2 separate regions of the Mus musculus genome follow, and region 1 is linked to region 2. The links are chromatin contacts, called in public Hi-C maps. All regions are on one chromosome and are shown on one strand. The core of a region is the stretch at or near the end of the contact, and the rest is flanking DNA. Distances in the headings are between cores, read along the strand shown.

Region 1 (3,189 bases), core at 150-2,649, 43 kb after region 2:
GCAGCTCCAAGGCTATTTATTTAGTTTTAGATTTATTTATGTGTATGATTTGCTTATGTGCATGCATGTGCATACCATGTGCACGCAGTACTCTGGGAGACCAGAAGAGAACATCCATCCCTTAGAACTGGAGTTACAGGAAGTTCTGAACTCCCCGTGGATGCTGGGAACTGAACCTGGGTCCTCTGAAAGAGTGACAAGTGCTCTTAACTGCTGAGCCACTTCTAAAGCCCCAAGGCTGAACATAAAAAAACCCATCTTTATTCATTTTTTGAACTTTTCATATATGTATATAGTATATTTTAATCATATTCATCCCACCCCCTCTAACTTCCTTCCCTCCCTCCTTCCCTCCCTCCCTCCCTCCCTCCCTCCCTCCCTCCCTCCCTCCCTCCCTTTCTTGCCCTCCTCCTTTGTGACTCAGTGTGGGGAATTGCAGGCTGGTCTCCAGTCGAGCTGAGGTTTGAACCCGATGGTCATAATTTACCTACATGACACGGTAGGCGTTCCCTCATGTTCTTGGAACTCCAGGCACTGCCTAAGGTACCACCTCCCACAGCCCCCACAAGAGAAGCATGGTCAGTAGTCATGTAAGCAATGTCCCAAGCTTCTGACCTTCAGGCTAAACTCCTCCCCAGTTACCTAGCAACAGTGAAGACCATAAAAAGGGGTGCTCAGCCCCCACCTCGCTCTCTTACTCCTTTGTCCTCTACCTCTCACTTCTCTCTCCTCTTCCCTTCTCTTTGTCCTCTCTTCTCTCCTTTCTCTTTCTCTCTGAGCCTCTCTCTCTCTCTGTCTCTGTCTCTCCCCTTCTCTCTTTCCCCTGCATTTCTATAATTAAGCTCTTAAACCATGGAGTGTCTCTGCCCTTCAAGTTCCTCTGCGCCCTCTGGTCAGTGTTGGGAACTTCTTCCCCCATTCCCTCTCTTCCACAACCCTGGTGGCTTTAGCAAATTAGCTGGGGGGGGGGGTGTCCCCAGGCAGGGCTGCCCCTTGGCCACCCCTTCAAGAGTGAGATAGAGGAATGCCCACCCAGGGATGAGTGGATAGGGTAGGTAGCAGCCCTCTCACACCTGACTGACCAGAGAATAGGGAAACTCTGCCGGGGCATTGGGCATATTTTTCCTTCCCTTCTTCCCCAGGGCCCCATTCTTTATTTTGTTCCCAACAACTGAGTCTAGTCAGTGCTGGCTGTAAGCGCATGATTGGGTATGGGGCCATTCACTAGGCATGCTCACCCTGGCACTGGCCACACCCTGAAGAAATCCATCTCAAGCTTTCTTAGCGCCCACCAACGCCAACCCCTCAGCGGGAGGCGGAGCCCCGTGAGCCCCTTCCTTCCGGTTCTGGAATGCTATTTAGGTCTTGTGACAGAAACCATGGTAACTGAGTTCCCTAGGGCACATGCAGTCCTGAGGCAGCATTTAGCAGTCTTACTCTACCTCCGGCTCCAAGGACGTTCTTTCCATTGCTTTGCTGCTGTGCTGTCTAAACCTTGGAGAGGGAAGCCTGGTGGAGCTGAGGTCACATTCAGGGCTGAACACTCAGGCACTGTCAGCAGTTTGGTAGCCGGCCTGTGAGTGACTTCTAAAAGCCACGCATTCACTACAAGTTCTGATTTCAACCCCATGGTACAGTTAGCCATAGACCTCACGTCCTCGGGAGACCTCACACCTCAGTAAGCAATTCAGGTTCGTAGGTTCTGGGGGCTGCAACTGTGGCTAAGTTATCTGCTGCTTTTCCTTATCTATTTTCTAAGTTTTAAATATACATGTATGATGTATGCACATGGTGTGTGTTGTACATTCCACGAATTTACCATGCTACTCAGCAAACAATGCTCAAATTCATCTACAGATGCTTTAGTTACCATGAGATCCTACTGCCCTCGTCGGATGCTCGATGCGCTTCCAGTTCAGAGCCAAGGATATAAAGGTCTGTGTCAGAATAATGGTGAATCTGCCAGAATGAGTGCAAGCCAAACACCCCATTTCTTGGTGCTACAACCCGAATAAAACATATTAGCCGTTCCCTCCAGATGGTTCTCTATAGCTTGTTACTATTATAATTTGATATGCTCATATCTATGTGTAAGAAATCTTGGTTACTTATAAAGTCAGTGTCTCACTATAGAACGGGGGTAATTTTATTATTGTTAACTACTACTGTTATGTGTGCATGCAATCCCATGTGTGTGAAAACAGGGATGTGGAAGGCAGGTGGTGACAAGTTTCGGGAATCAGTTCTTTTCGTCCACTGTGGAATCCGGGATTTGAACCAGGTCACCAGGTTTGAGCAGCAGGCATGTTTACCAGCTGAGCCATTTCTTTGGTTCGGGTGAGTAGTTTAAAAATACTGATGCACACCATAAACAAAGTAGGAAAAGTGCAGGTTCGAAGCAAGAGTTGCAGATGTAGCTCAGTTAGTAGAGTCCCTGAGTTCAGTTTTCCAGTATCACATAAGCCTGGTGTGATGTCACAGGCCTCTAATCCAAGTACCTGAGGTGTAGAGATAGGGGGATCAGGAGTTCAAAGTCATCTCCAGCTACACAGAGAGCTAGAGGGTAGCCTGGGCTACATGAGTCTCAAAAGGAAAAAAGGTTTGAGAGGTTTCCTAAAGCATCCCGGCACAAACATTTAAATGAATTTACTTCTTTTTATGTGTATGGGAATTTTGCCTGCAAGGGGCTGTCCACTACACTAATGCCTTCAGAGGCCAGAAGAGGGCTTCAAGTTCCCTGGAACTGAAGTTATGGATGGCTGTGAGCTGCCGCGTGGGTTCTGGGAATTGAATCTGGGTCTTCTGCAGGGACAACCAGTGCTCTTAACTGCGGAACCATTTCTCCAGCCCCAACACAAACATTTCAAATTAAAAATAAAGAAAAAAAAATAAAAATAAAGAATTGGGGGTTGGAGAGATGGCTCACTGATGAAGAGGGTGGACTGTTCTTTCTGAGGGTCTGAGCTTGGGTCTCAGTTCCTGTGACAGACAGCACACTGCGCCCTGTAACTTCAGCTCCAGCGGAAGGAATCCACTGCCCTCTTCTGGCCTCTGTCGGTAACTGCACCAGCACGCGCACGCTCACACACATGTGCGCGCGCACACTCCTTAAAAAAAAAAAAAAAAAAAAAAAAAAAAAAGCCGGGCAATGGTGGCTCATGCCTTTAATCCCAGAATTTGGGAGGCAGA
Region 2 (3,414 bases), core at 549-3,048:
TGTAATCTGATGGAGGCCTGGCCTTTGGCATGTAATCTGATGGTGGCCTGGCCCATGGCTAAGCTCAATCCCGTCCCTGACCCCTGTGTCCTGCTTTAGGCCCACTGTATTGCTTGTGAACACATACAACCACAAGATTCATTGGGCTTCCCCACTGGGCTTGCTTGCTTGTTCCTCTGTGGTGGTGATGATGGTGATAGTGATGGTGATGATGATGAAGCCAAGCCTGGGCCAGCCACTGCCTGGTCACCCCAGCTGAGACCAGCACACACCTGCCCAGCCCACAATCCAGCTGCCCCCAGCAGAGACAGGCAGACGTGCCAGCCTTCTTACCTGTGTGGCTAATCTGAGTCAACATCAATAGCAACTCCTGCTACCCTGAGGCAGGTAAGTGATATCTGCTGCGACCCACCATCCAGACATGGTTGTGAGGAGGGCCCGCTGTCTCATTAGCTTACCTTACTGATACATAAGCCAAAAGAAGCACTACTATGTAATCAGAGCCTCTGGCTCTACTGGCTTTGCTGTGTGTGTGTGTTTGTGTTTTGCAGAGCTGAGTCTACACAGCCCGGGGTCTCTCACAGGCAGGCAAGTGTCACCACGGAGTGACGTCCGTCCTCAGCCCTCGTTGTATGCTTTGCGATCCAGGTGCACTAACTATTCTTTTTTTTTTTTTTAAAGACTTCTTTATTATTATATCTAAGTACATTTTAGCTGTCTTCAGACACCCAGAAGAGGGCATCAGATTTCATTATGGATGGTTGTGAGCCACCATGTGGTTGCTGGGATTTGAACTCAGGACCTTCAGAAGAGCAGTCAGTGCTCTTAACCCCTGAGCGCATCATCTAAAAATGCCTGAACTGACGGACTGCAAGGCAGACGACTATGAATTAACAGCACATTGTTTGCATCTATTCCACAGACTATATATAGTCCCTCAACCCCACACTATACAATTACATAAAAACACACAGAAAACTATCAACTCGACAACGGCTCCGCCGTTACTGGGACGGTGTGGTAGGGAAGAGGATGGGCGACCACCGTAGCTCCTTTTAAATTGTTTCTTTGAGACAGGGTCTCACGGAGCCTGGGCTGACCTTGTGCTCTGTATGCAGCCAAGGGAAAGCCTTGAACTCCTGATCTTCCTGCCCTCGCCTTTTGAGTAGGGAGGCTCCTTCCACCATGCCTGGCTTATGTGGTGTTGGGGACTGAACTCGGGGCTTCACACAAGTGTTCCACCAACGGAGTCACATCCCCAGCCCCTGAATTAAAAATGGTAACAACAGTAACAGTGATTTTTAAAAATGTAGTTTATAGAGACAGGGTTTTCTTACAGCCCAGGTTGGCCACGCCTGGTTTATGTGGTAACTAGGGATGGCACCCAGGGCTTTGTACTGCCAAGGCAGTCACACCTCCAGGCTGTGAATTAAAAATAATAATTATAAAAATCATATTTTCCAAAAGGAGACCAGGTATTCATATAGTGCAGATCGGCCTAAAACCCCCGATCCTCTTGCCTCCACTTCTCCAGTGTTACGGTTACAGGCGGTGTGCCTTTAAAGGTGCTGAGGATGCGGCCCGGTGCATGCTGGGTAAGTGCTCTGCCCACCAGGCCCCAGCCCCAGCCCCAGCTCCTTCCCCCTCTGCCCCCTGGCAGGCAGGAGCCCGCTGGAAGCGCACCGCTGCTTACCCGTGTGCGAGCGCAGGTGCACGGTGAGCTGGCTGGAGTTGCGACTGGCGTAGGGACAGATCTGGCACTTGAAGGGTCGCTCGTCCGAGTGGATGCGCAGGTGCTTGTTAAGGCTGCTGCTGTCCGCCGCCGCGTAGTCGCACGTCTTGCACTTGTAGGGCTTGACGCCCGTGTGGCAGCGCATGTGCGTCTTCAGCTTGTCCTTCCGGCTGAAGCACTTCCCGCACACCTCACACTTGTGGGGTTTGTCACCTTCCGGTGCACGCGCGAGCCGCGGGCAGCGGCGGGGAAGCAAGACCGAAAGGTTAATATTTGCTTCCCAACCTTAGAAGGGGACTAACCCGCAGGCTGTGAGGTTGCTTAGAGACCTCACAGGCACGGGGCAAGGGTGGTGGCTACGCTGCATTGCTTATTAGAATTTTCAAGCTTCCCCCCCTAAGATGAGTATGAATTCCTTATTAATTAAAAGCACACAGCAACTAAATAAATAAGCAAAAATATTTTGTTGTTTCCAGACGTCTCAAACTTGTTATGTAATCCAGGCTGGCTTTAGTTTCCCTGCCTTCGAGTCCAGAGTTCTGGTATTACAGGCGTGCCTCGCTACCCAGGCTTTAAAACAAAGCAGCTTTCTGCTCCTCTTCTGGCGTGGATGGTATTTCTGCCCCCGATACTCGATGTTCCCTAAGCCTTACAGGGTCTGGTATAAATGTTCTGTCCACCTAGCTCAACGTTTATCATCTTCCTAACTTTGGTTATCATATTATTCCCCGCCCCCCCTTTTTCCCATTTTCAGACAGGATCTCACCATGTAGACCAGGCTGGCCTGAACTCACAGAGACTTGCCTTCCCAAGTGCTGGGATTAAATGTGTGCATCCACCATACCTGACAGTTTTTAACTGCATATTTTGATATTTAATTCTTTCCCATCCTAAAGTACTATTTTTTTTTTGCCATACACAAACACACACACTGAAGGACGTTAATGCAATGGGAAACAGCCATCTTTTATATCCATTCGCTTTTCCCAGATCTGAGCCACAGTGGCCTGCCTTCCTCAACTGCCTGATCGCTCCGTGCAGTTATGTGAAGGACAGACAAACAGCCATCTTGTCTAGGTGCTGTTTAGGTTTCTCTGTTACAGCAGCTTAATCTAACACATTGACCCTTGCTTGAGCAATGGCTATGATCTGTATCGTCCCTATTTAGTGTGTGTGTGTGTGTGTGTGTGTGTGTGACCAGGGCATGTGTGGAGGTCAGAGGGCAACTCGCAGAACTTGGTTCTTTTCCCCTTACCAGTGTGGATCTTGTAATCGAACTCATGTCTTCAGACTTGTCAGGAAGCCCCACTAAGCCATCTCACCAGCCCAGTGCAGTAGGTGTGTGTGTTGTTAGGGAATGAGCTAGGGTCTTGGGATTGCTAGCCAAGTGTTCTATAACTGGGTTACAGTCCCACCTCTTTTTAATTAATTAACTTTTGTATATGGGCTTATTTTTCATTTAGTACAAAAAACTTTGCCAGCTTATGTCTTTTTATTTTTTTGAGACAAAGTCTCAGGTTGGCTCTGAATTTGCTAAGAATCCAAAAATGACACTGAACTTCTGACAGTCCCGAATCTATCTCCAGGGCGTTGGGAATTCAGGCGTGGACCATCGAGTCCCATTGATGCCTTTCTAAGGATGGAAGCCAGAACCTCCTGCATGTCAAATTAGCGACAAACAG

Evidence for each region. Hi-C and Micro-C count contacts between places; a contact is called where the count stands out from the background.
Region 1: a contact with region 2 is called in a Hi-C map of embryonic stem cells, with 2.3 times the contacts expected there. The contact joins the promoter of 1700017J07Rik here to the enhancer-like site in region 2. A contact is called at or near these places in 6 of 39 promoter capture datasets (the C10 cell line, cranial neural crest, embryonic stem cells and 3 more), 1 of 15 datasets of contacts at CTCF or cohesin (embryonic stem cells), 18 of 484 Hi-C or Micro-C datasets (embryonic stem cells, induced pluripotent stem cells and undifferentiated spermatogonia) and 9 of 115 datasets of contacts at active chromatin or transcription factors (all in embryonic stem cells).

Annotation. Positions count from the first base shown.
Region 1 is chr2:168,976,870-168,980,058 of GRCm38.p6, forward strand. 1700017J07Rik (RIKEN cDNA 1700017J07 gene) reads left to right here and starts at 1,400. Exons shown (of 2, transcript NR_040326.1): 1 at 1,400-1,691; 2 at 1,858-2,037.
Region 2 is chr2:168,933,518-168,936,931 of GRCm38.p6, forward strand. Zfp64 (zinc finger protein 64) reads right to left here. Exons shown (of 6, transcript NM_009564.2): 5 at 1,694-1,945. Among named protein-coding and RNA genes, the nearest start is that of Zfp64, 20 kb to the right of the region's middle. Within about 2 kb of position 1,799, at least 13 of the 459 cell types and tissues checked have an H3K27ac peak or open chromatin away from gene starts, as enhancers often do. A contact at or near this core is called in embryonic stem cells, where this site is marked.